Regions from separate parts of the Drosophila melanogaster genome. Here region 1 is linked to region 2. A link is a contact called in public Hi-C data. All regions are on one chromosome and are shown on one strand. Each heading gives the region's core, a stretch centred on a gene start, on an enhancer-like site or on the middle of the called end of the contact. The rest is flanking DNA. Distances are from core to core; before and after follow the strand shown.

The links. Hi-C and Micro-C count contacts between places; a contact is called where the count stands out from the background.
Region 1: a contact with region 2 is called in a Hi-C map of the Kc167 cell line, with 2.5 times the contacts expected there. The contact joins the promoter of Kdm5 here to the promoter of GramD1B in region 2. A contact is called at or near these places in 3 of 107 Hi-C or Micro-C datasets (the Kc167 cell line and embryo).

Annotation. Positions count from the first base shown.
Region 1 is chr2L:5,997,111-6,003,297 of dm6, forward strand. It overlaps Kdm5 (Lysine demethylase 5), which reads right to left and starts at 2,391. Exons shown (of 5, transcript NM_001298720.1): 1 at 2,188-2,391. Tsp26A (Tetraspanin 26A) reads left to right here and starts at 3,118. Exons shown (of 5, transcript NM_001273190.1): 1 at 3,118-3,489; 2 at 3,554-3,634; 3 at 3,695-3,973; 4 at 4,049-4,159; 5 at 4,559-6,187. The coding sequence starts at 3,202. The coding sequence ends at 4,627.
Region 2 is chr2L:3,370,175-3,375,684 of dm6, forward strand. It overlaps GramD1B (GRAM domain containing 1B), which reads right to left and starts at 3,198. Exons shown (of 10, transcript NM_134926.4): 1 at 2,605-3,198. The coding sequence starts at 2,873. CG15412 reads right to left here. Exons shown (of 5, transcript NM_001273067.1): 1 at 4,911-5,510; 2 at 3,947-4,854; 3 at 3,810-3,891; 4 at 3,607-3,753; 5 at 3,393-3,517. The coding sequence starts at 5,234. The coding sequence ends at 3,607.

The DNA.
Region 1 (6,187 bases), core at 1,141-3,640, 2.6 Mb after region 2:
CCTGCGGCCCACTGTATCTACATCAAATCGCCGCACACCTGTGTGTGTGTGTATATGTGTTGTGGTGCCTGCACTCAACCCTCGCAGGTAAACAAACAACATTTACAGAGGTGAAAACTCGACTTTGCGACGGTGCAAGTGCAGTTACCAAACGATTACTTCGGTTGTGAGGTTGTATCCAGTGCCGCCGGCGGGATCGCAGGATGGGCAACTGCACTGGACCTAGGCGAAGTAATGCCTTTCTCGCATGTTTCCCTCCAGGGGGATGTGGCTTCTCCCGAGGAGTAATAGAGAGAGAGAGAGAGAGTGCAGCGGCGATTAGCCAGCAGCACTGAATTTGTTGCATACAAAAGTGGAGCACGCCAATACAGGCACAACCCCGGACACGAACACGGGGGATTTCCTGGCCGTGTGTATGTATAACATAGCGACCAATAAACTTACAAATTCGATAGCGAACATGTATACACCAAGTGTGCAAAAGGGGATTATACTTATACGCATTGTATTCAAAACATTCAGCACACAGGACCTTCATGCACACACACACACACACTAACACAAGCACATACACTGAGCAAAAGGTGAAAGCTGTTATCTACGAATTCAGCTGACGAAATCGAGAAGCGGAAACGAAGCCATGTTGAAAACCACTGTCAACTCCAACTTCCGGCTGGAGTTCCCAACAGATTTTTCGCGTTTGTCAGCTAGACACAAGGAAGCCGCCGCGACAGAGCTTTGCTTTGGTGGTTGTTGTGACGCACACACACTCTCGCACGAATGTGGGGCGCCACTGCCACTGCTGCCACCACCGAAAAGGGAGTAGAAGTGGGTGGGCAATGTGTGCCTGCCTGACTGACTGGCGGTGCGTGCGTATGTGTGTGTGTGTATAGTTTCCCGTGTGCTTGATCAGGAAGAGCCCGCTCTCGCCTAGAGAGAGCGAGATGAGCGACGACGAGTACCGTTTTTGTGTATCAAGTGAGCAAAGTACATCGTCGACAGCGACGCCGGCAGAGGCATGCTACGTTTGCTGCTCTGCTCGGGATAATGGGATATTATTTCCCTGCGAATCCGTTCCAAATCAAAATCGGTGGATTGCGATTTCGGATTATTGATTGGGCAGCACGGCGTCGTGACAAGTGCCATTTTCCAAACTGCAGCCAGCTGTTCGCTGTTAGTGTTGGACGGGGGAAACTGATTTTCCGTTCTGCGGCCGCCGATCGCTCGGAAAAGCAGCCTAAGCCGAAAGCTTCTTTTATATAATTTCCATTTTCAGCCGCGCACACACACCCGCACGCAGCTTACACGGGCACAAACAAACAGCTTACACGGACACGGGGCACGACAGACACAGGTACGCGAATACAGGCACACACATTCGCACCGAGCATGTACATAAATATGGATGGATTTGGCGAAATTAGCACTGGATATTGGTTACTTTCCAGCAGGAGCGCAAAATTTACGCATTTGCCCTGCCATATTGCACATTTCCAACGGTGGGGGGAGTGGCGGTGAGCGGAAACAGAAAAGCTGAACTGATTTTTTTTTTTGGAAGGTGACTGCAGCACTGTACTTTTCGAATAGTAACTCCCCGCGAACAGCTCGACTGGAGCTATATATTCACTATATACTTGAAAGTCACTAAACTCAGTGGCATATATTGGCTTTCCAGGCGTGGGATCACAATATTTTTCGCTATGATGGCGACCGGGCAGCGACGCAACGCACTTTGCAGCGCTGTCGCTGCTCTGCTGGCGTGTGCAATTGGTGCGCGATTTTCCGTCCGCGGTTTTCCACCGTAATCCGTTCATCCGCGACGTGGTTCCTAACCTAGCCGCGACCTGGCGTTGTCTTCTGGCCGCATTTTCACAATTATTACGGATTTTCGGAATCCCGATTGCGCTGCCAGCAGAGGGAACACACATACAAACATTTTCCACGACTAGTGCGGGGGGTTGTTTTCGCTGTTGGCCAACGCAGAGGCTGCAATCCGCACTTTTCCTGATCTATATGCACCGACTTGGCCAGGTGGGCGTCTGCGTTTTGCTAGTTTGTTCGCTTTTCGCTGCTAATTAAACGTTTTCAGCCATCAGAAGTGCCCCTAAACTCACACACTGGCACGCACACAATCGCACTGGGTTCGGGCACTGGGAACTGGGCACCCTACACTGGGCAAAAACTCACTGTCGTCATAGGAAGTCGTTGGAAGACGCGCACGCTCGGTATGTGATCGAAATGAGTGTTCCATAAAACCACCGAGCACGGCACTGGCGAGGTGGCTTTAATGCGAATTTACTTTTCTGATTTCTTTCTCCGATGTCTGCGTTTTTTCCTGCTACATGTGTCCAGTGTGACCCGTCGTCGAAGTGCCGGAAACGTCGATCTGCCCCACAAAAGTTCGGGAAAATACCAGCCACCGTCCGCGTTGTGCAGCACTGGCCTTCAAATCAAACACAGTTTCTTATCGGCGGAGGTCGACGAATCGGATCTCGTCTTATCGCCGACCCCCCGTTTATTGTTTCGTTTCTGTATTAGATTCAAAATCAGTTCGGTCATAGGCGTTACTCAGTCTAGCCGGCGCCGCGTTTAACACTATGCCGGTTCAGGGACAGGACTTGAAACATCCATAGGATCCATCGAGCATATACGCAAGGTTTCCTAAGTACGCTTTTTTAATTAATTTTATGAAATGTGTTTCAATACAGTGGTAAGCTAAAAAAAGAAAGTTTGGCATTCTACAAGAGTGAATTATATTCTAAGTTATTAATATAAGTAAGTGAGCTCTTTTATTGTTTTTAGAATACTGTGTGTTAATTTAAGCCTTGGCTTTAAGAATTTGAATTTGTATAATATATTTAAAATAACCAGTAGACATAAGTATTTAGTTAACGGTAATGCCTATGAAATTGTTGTTGCTCAACTCAACAAATCAGCAGAAAATGAAATAAATACGCAAACTGGTTTCTGTAAAATACATTGTTTATGCAAGATCAATAAAAAAAAAACAAACATCCAAGTTTTAAAGTTCGTAAGATTGAACAAAATGGCGGTTTTCTTGGGAAACGGTATTCTTTGCAACGTATTTGGAGCCGTCGCACTGCGTGATAAAAAAAGTGCAGTCACGGTCACACTGGCGAGCAGAATTTCATACGTTTTTGTTTCCTTTTGGCCATATTTATTATTGTTAAAATTGGAGCAATGCCAGCTGCTGTGCGCAAGTTCCGCCGCGAGACCAGTGAAATCAGCTGCTGTCTGAAGTACCTTTTGTTCGCCAGCAATGTGATCCTGTGGCTCTCGGCCCTGCTGGTCCTCTCCGTTGGCATCTGGGCCTGGAGCGAGAAGGGCATGTTCCGCAACATTGCGCGGCTGCACTTCATCGCCCTGGACCCGGCCTTCGTCCTGATCATCCTGGGAGGCGTCACCTTCCTACTGGGCTTCATGGGCAGCGTGGGCGCCTTGCGCGAGAACACCTGCCTCCTGGGGGCGGTGGGTACCACATTGTTAGTGGATCCCCTCTGGACCTAGTTAATCCTTATTTTTCCGCTTGCAGTACGCCATCTTCTTGAGTGTCTTGCTTATCGCAGAGATCGGCTTCTGTGCCGTGGCCTTCGTGCTCAAGGACAAGGGCTGGGTGAGTTCCATTTGAAGGCCACTATTCTAGCCAGCCATTACTAAGGTTTGCCTTTTCCAGATCAAAGACCAGGCCACCGAGGGACTCAAGGCCTTCATTCGCCACTATCGCGAGGACGCAGACCAGCAGAATCTCATTGATTGGATCCAGGAGGATTGGTTGCAGTGTTGCGGCATTGATGGTCCCAAGGACTGGGACAGCAACAACTACTTCAATTGCTCGTCTATCGCTATTGGCAGCAGGGAGGCGTGCGGAGTGCCATTCTCCTGCTGCCGCAGACGTCCGCAGGAGGTGATCAAGAACAAGCAATGCGGCTACGATGTACGCAAGGAGGGATATGTAAGTCCGCTAGCTGTTTTCCCCCGTCTTTCCGAAATGCATATTGAAATTCACCCACGAATCGTACGCATGCAGCCGGTGGATAGGAATATACATGAGCGTGGCTGCTTGCGCGCTGGCGAGGATTGGCTGGAGGCCCATCTGATTAGTGTGGCGATTGGCTGCGTGGCTCTGCTCGTCCTGCAGGTGCAAAACATTTCTATAGTCGTCGTTGTATATTTCTTTTTGAATCTTTGAAAATTTTAAGTTTAGTGTAGTTCAGATGAGAGAATCGTTTTTAAGGTGGTCCCATTTTTTTTAAAAATATGGTTTTTACTCGTAGTAGTTACATCTTTTTGTTTTATAATTTCCCACAGACTTTATATTTATTTTATTTTTTTAATTTCTTACCAGGGCATGGAGTTGTCCAAAATAATCTACGAAAAGGGCTGTGTTCAAGCAGGCGAAGAATGGATGGAGCACAACTTGATTATTATTTCCGCAACTGTTATAGTTGTGATGTTTTTTCAGGTTTCTGTTTGATTTTATTATTTTTCTCACTATGACAATAGATAGATTCTTCTTGTAACGATACACTTTTTGTAGATCTTGGGCATTTGCTTTGCTCAGAACCTGCGTGCCGATATCTACACTCAAAAGTCAAAGTGGCACTGACAAATGGCTCTGTCTGCTCCCACGGCCATTTAGAAGGACACCCAAGGTGGCGAAGGATTTGGGAAACTTCGAGGTAAGCCACATGGAGCATCCACCAACTTCAAAATAAGAATCTGTATCTACTCATCTACGCTCCGGTTAGTTAACTATACTATAAATTCCTTGTAAACCCATACTAGGGTGAATCGATTTGGATGCACGATAATCGTTGATAGAATCTAGTCAATGATCAATTCCTAATGCTATTGCCAAAGTAACTATGTTCCGGAAATTACGATTCACCCTTCGCTTTTGATCAGAAAACACAAATGCCTATGGTAAACCCTGATTTTCGGGACACACGTTGTATATTGATATTGGCATAAAATGTTCATTGATTAGGTTTCTCTCCCACGATTTATCTATTTTTTGCGTCCATAAAATCGACCCAGTTTAACCCATACCCCCATTTATACTCAAGAGTACGCTATGTGTCTAACTAAAGCAAACGCATTCCGTCTTCGTGGACATTGACTAATATTAACTAGGTTGCCAAATTTGTTGCTGTTTTTACGTCGGCTTCCCTTTAGCCCAAGAACAAATAAGAAAAAGAAGAGCAAAACATTTTAAATAGATTTTCTACACATTTTACAAAGAAAGTGAAAAAGGAGTCATAGGAAAAATGAAAAATTTATCTTGAAATGCAGCTGTGATATATTTTTAAAGAAAAGTATAGAGAAATCGAAATTAAATGCAACAATTTCCAACAAATCGAATGATCACACCACGAATCTCATTCCTAAACTGAACAAATACAACCTAGCACAACACATATTTGTCTTCAAAATAATAGTTATTTTTATAAGCGAGAAACAAAAAACACAGTTCTGTGACAAATGTCAATATCACAGATCGTAAAATGGAAGAAAGCAATACCACTTGCATATTAATATTAATGAGCTTGAACTAAATTTATGCACAACAAATGGTAAGCTTTACAGCATATGAATATATTTTTGCAACACGCAATTATAATTGAGTAAAAAGTAAGCCAATTGCTGGTTTAACTGCTTGATATCGCACTTGTAACATGATTCACAAGGAAAACATTGATTCGCTCTTGTACCTTTTTAAATCTATATTGCAAAGAGACGTAGTATTGGAAAACTCCAATGTTAGTATTATTTATACTATTTCGCAAACATTCTAATCAAAAGCAATGGAGATTATAAACAACACTGCCCCGAACAGAGTATTACGTTTTTGTGTTCACCAAATAGCTGAAAGGTCCAATTAACTGACAATTGGATAACTAAAGAATTTGCCAATCTTAGTCAGTTTAAAACGATAACTAATTCAACTAACAGTATCCAAACGTTTTCCTAAACTGTCTTAAACTTTAAGAACTCAGTCTGCAAACTTGTATTTATAAAACAGTTCATACTTTTATTGCTGTTCAATATTAAACGTGAATAGAAGTCGAAACTCAACGCCTACATTGCTGCAATGCTCAAAAAGACGATAGTTATAATAAAATGCTTTTACCTTAAAAACCATAAGTACATAGAATGTTATTAATGA
Region 2 (5,510 bases), core at 1,948-4,447:
GCCAATGGTAAATTCAAACAGGAAACCATTCGCCATTACATACCATTTTAATTGACGTAATTGTTTGGGAAGAAAATTCTGGGAAAGTGGAGAACATGCAAGATGAACTAGTCGTCGTGATTTGGTACTAAATATAGTTTCCATTAAAGTTAACTAAGAAAGATAATTTACTTTACTAGACATTTTTAGGGGCGTCTATATGGAATTAGTTTTTTATTTTTAGCAAAGTCAAAACAAACGATAATTTCCCAAATGAAATAAGATAAATTTCCAGGAATTTTTGCTGACTGAACACTGAATTTCGTTGTGAATTTCAATATGTATGTATGACTAAAACTTGCCTTTGTTTTAAAATGCGTGACTAAAGAATATGCACAGGTTTATCAATGGGAAATATCATTCAGCATTCAACGCAATTACCGATATACTGTGCATCAATTATTGCTACAGACCGACCGCAGGTAATCATTACGATTGCAATTGCACCGCCTGGGCGCTTGAATAATAGATACTCCTGCCCCCTGAACCTTGGCCTTCGTGGTCACATAGTGCTCCACTGGTCAGGGAAGTCGGATTCGAAAGACCACTTTCCCCAGGGGAAACTACTTTAGTGAGAGTTTGTAATGGCTACATCAGCGCCATTGGAACAATTGGAAACCCCGGCACCTTCCACAACCACAACCACTTAAGCACGGAGAAAAATCAATAGTGAGGAGCAAACCAAGTATTACATTTTTTTTCGCTTGGCCTTCTTTGCGTCCACATTCAGCGTTTTCCTCGGCGGCTTCTTTATATCCTCCTTCGGCATTTGTTTGGCTCTTTTGTATTGTCCAAGCGAATCTATGTCATCGCCGCGGAACAGCCGAAAAAAGGTGGCCAAAAGTGGCCAAGTCTGGTCTCGGCCAGCGCGCAAAAGTGATGACGAAACGTAAACAGCGCAAAAATTATGCTTATTTTTAGCACCGCTCGGCGAAATGTCATTAATTTATGAACTATCCCACACAGAGGCACACACTTAGAAAATCCACCGTTTTGCTGTTAACTTTTTAATTAATTTTCCGTGTTCAGAGCCGCTTTGTCGTTTTGTTTTTGCTCTCGATTGTCATTTGTTTGTTCGCTGGGTTGTCTAAGGCACGCGATGGCGAGATATACGGACTTCAAACTGAATGCCCCGTGGTATCGGAAAGTGGGAGCTCGTGCCGGGCACGTCATCCCAGTTCGACGTTCCGATTTGCACTCGAGAGCAGCCGTCGGCGGAATAGTGGCAGTGCCCCCGGTTTCTCGGTTTTCTCGGGGTCGAAAAATCGCATCCAACAATAGCAGACGACTGCATACGCTAGCCGTAATATTAACCAAGCTTATATCGGCCAAATATCCCAACCAAATGCATTCCAAAAACAAAATCCAGCCAAGGCCAATCGAAAATGCTCGAGTTTTACGTGAAAAACGCTTGAGTGCACAAAAAACAAATTATATATTTTTTGTGGTACATTTGAGTACAGTGGGTGCAAGAGCTGTAAAATGTGAAAGTCCTTGAAAATTGGTCAATTACTAGCCTAATGCCGAGTGTTTAAATGTGCTGCGAAATGAGCACCTTACTAAAAGCAACCGAAATGCCTGAGTTTTGAAAGGTTAAAGACTGCAAACTTGTGCTTAATTGAATTTCATTTTTGGGCATGAAAATATGGGCAAATACGCGCGGTATTTATAATCTATTTAACTTTTAATTTCGAAATTCTCGAAAACTTCCACTTGCTATTTAAATAAAGTCATTGTTTATTTTGCTATCTATTAATTAAGGCAACCGTTTTTCCCCTACTTTGAGTTCATTCACAAATTCAACTGATAACCCGCAAAGTGCGTTGATAACCCAGACACATTGGCTCAGTTTTTCCAGCGAAGAAAGCAACTGTTTGTTTACTGACTCTTTTCGCTTTAGTCGGGGACCCTCAGGGACCCAGAAAATCGATATCCTAGAACGCCTTAACACAATGAAACGCAATGTACATACACTCGTCTCCTTGCGGTGGAGCAACTGTTGCGCAATAAACGCAAATGCTATCAAAATGCACGAAAGACGAGGTGTGGGGCAATTAGAATGGGGCAAACCGCCTTATCACGGATTTGGAAAGGGGTTTTCACGGGCGTGGGGGTGGATAACTCAAACTGAAAGGAACAAAGAGGGGCTTATAAACGACATGCAATATGACTAGCAACGGGTTAAACATGCAAACCAGCGGGCAATCCTACACCACAAATTAACGCGCTTAGCTCTTAGGTTTCCGCTGCACGGAAAGAAATCAGTTCCAAGTTCCGCAGTGCTGGAGATAATACATACACACAAAAATATTTCAGTTCTTTAGAGACTGACGACGTTTCTAAGTAAAACGTTGAGAAGCATAACAATTTCTATACAGCTGATTTCTACACTCGCTAGACATACATATTTTACATAGTTTACATAAACGCTTTACTGTAGAGGGAACACACTTGATACTTCCAATTGGAACTTTCGACTATTCGATTTCTTTCCGTGCAGTGGTATAACTTTAGGTTCTAGAATTGTTTCCGGGCAGGTGGGCGTGCGGGGGCGTGGCAACTCACATGAGCGTCGCATTTAGGCTGGCGGTGCGCTTGTGCTTGCCCTGCGTGGACGAAGGACGATGGAAGAGGCTGTGGGCGGTGGCCAAGGACTTGGGCAGGGCACCCTGGCTGGCGGACTTGCGCAGGGCGGCGAACCGCGATGAGGATCCTAGTCCGAGTCCCGATCCCGATCCGGAGCACGAGGAACTGGAGGCCAGCGAGGAGCTGGACGAGGAGGCGGAGGACTTGTGGTGCTGCTGTTGTGCCCGTTGCTGTGTGACAAAATGCATGACAACACGGCGAGGTATGCCGCTCCTCCTTCCTGCCCTTCCCCTTCGCCCGTTGGACACTCCTACTCCGCGGTTTTGTTTATCGAGTCTCCACCGTTTATTTGTTTATTTCACCTATTTCTTTTATGTGGCACTTTTCAACGTCTGCGGAAGTCGCTGTTCATTCGGTTTTCTAGCTGCTAAAATGGTGCACTATCACTGCTACGTTGGCTTTTTCACGCACTTTCAGTTTTTGCACGACTAAATGCGCTCATTAAGTTATTGGCGAATGAGATTCATGTGTAAATTCATTTAAATTCGTCTGAACGGAGCAAAATATTCTTCACTTTTTGCGCATAAAAAATAGGACCGCAGCGAAGGGGGTGAGAAATACTGCTTGGGGTGAAAATAAATACCATCGTGCACTATACCATTTTGTATAGTGTGGCCATATGATGTTAAGTGTGCTATTCAACACTGACTGGCCAAAAATTTGGCGGCACTTTCAAATTCAATACTTGCTTTCAAAGACATAACTATATAATTTAAAACAACTTTATTTTAATAATATCACAAGCAGACTAGAATACACAACACTTGACTTGCTCACAACAATGTTTGCTCCACCTGGCGGGAGAGAGACAACGCGAGTGCTATTGAAGGCGCTGGAAAGAGAAACAAATACGTTTCAGGTAAATTTAAGACTAGAGCACAAACTTAAATTATAAAGCTTAAAATAATGTCTTAATAATACTCAAGCTAGAAAACCGTTTGGTGTCAGTACAATGCTCGAATTGCCGCTTTTGAGGAGTCCACGAATCAGCGCCAAATCATCGGGCGTCAGCGACCAGCCGTTCAGTTGACCCACGGACTGCAGTTCCGGGCAGCTGTCCATTAATAACTGGAAAAAAACTCACATTAGCCAAGTATTTAGATGGATTTAAGCCAGTACCCTACCTCCACAGACTGCACTGTGAGCTCTGGCGCTAGAGTGAACCACACATCCTCCAAAACTTTGAAATCGTGCTGCATAAACATGCTGAGAAGTATTTAATTGATAGATTACTGCAGAAAGAAGTATATTATATGATTACCTCATAATATCATCGTCGGTGAACTCCACCGTGTCCACCGCCAGTCTCTTCAGATCGGTGGAATTGCAGAGGAAGGCCTTCAAAGAACTGGTCAGAATGGCGCTGCTCAGAATCTCCAGACCCTCCAGTTGCTGGAACTTGGCGTGTCCGGCTCCGTAGGACAGACTGTCGATCATATAGCAGTCGAGATCAATGAGCGAGGGACACAGGCGAGCCAGCTTGCCCAGCTCAAGGTTCCCCAGTCCCTTGATCATGGTGAGATGACGCAGATTCCTGCCAATCGGACGCTCCAGCAGGGGCAGTAGCTCGGCCACCACAAATTTGTAGATCTTCAATTTGCGCAAATTGCGCGTACTAAGAGCCCTCAGGCTACCCGTCTTGGGCGAGTCCAGATAAAGGGTCTCCAGCCTGGGGCACGTCTGCATGATCACCTGCAAGGTGGCTTCATCCGTGCCCGTGTCGTGGATGTACTTCAGTCGGCACTTGAAGCGATCGTCGACATTGTCGTGAATAAACTTCAGGGAGGCGCCGACAAAGGAGTAAGTGGAGAGGGTCTCTACCTGGGGACAGTGCTCCAGGATGAGGGCAATGTCCGAGTAGCAGATGTTCTCCTCGCCCGGCATGCCCACATCCACAACGGTTAGTGATTGTGAGCACACGCCCTTGGCCAGCAGATCGATGCCGATTTCCGTGATGTCGGTCTCGCCGGAAATGTCCAGGATCTGCAGACGGGTGCAGCAGTTACCGATCTCCTCCAGCAGCCGATCGTTGGCAATATAGGGCACATACAACTTGACCAGCTGCTTGCATTTCCTCACTATGTCGTACATGTAGTGCATGTGCTCCTCCTTGACCCAGATTCCCTTGATATTCAGCACTCTCAGTCCTGCGCCTTGGGCTGCAATCACCTGGAAATTGAACCCTTGTTCAAAAGAGTCTTCTATATAGGATTTTCCTTGATTACCTGCAGGATCTTCTCGTAGTAGCTGAAGGGAAACACCTCGGTCATCAGGAAAGTAACGCCACAGTTGAGCAGCATCTGCAGGCAGGTGAACCGCATGTTGGCGTCCAGATAGTCCGAGCTGAGGATCACCCTGAGCAGATCCTGGTATATATTGGGGGTTGCTCCCAGCTGGGCCAGATACTCGTTCAGTTCCACCATGACGATGTTAATGTCCAGCTGCACGTCCGGGGCATACTGCGCGTAGCTGATGGTGGACACCAAGAGATTGGCCAGCTCCGCCAAGGCGCTGTCGCTCAGCGATCGCACGGAGCACTTTTTCGACATGTCTCTGTTATGGTTTCGGCCCAGAGGTAAACAAAATACGACGCAGAAGCCGCTGGGAGATGAGCGCACTAGAGGAATTGTTTTGCTCGTGGTTACATCACTTGGTAGCAGGCGCAATGCTGGTTGTTTTCCTGCTCCCTTAGAGTATTTCTAACGTTCCTCGGTAACTATTTGCCCAATATCAGCTAATGGCGCACTTCTACACATGCGTGTACCTTATATTTAGGGGTAAAAATAGATTCTAAAATTATATAGGCGAAGGAATCGGTTTCTGCC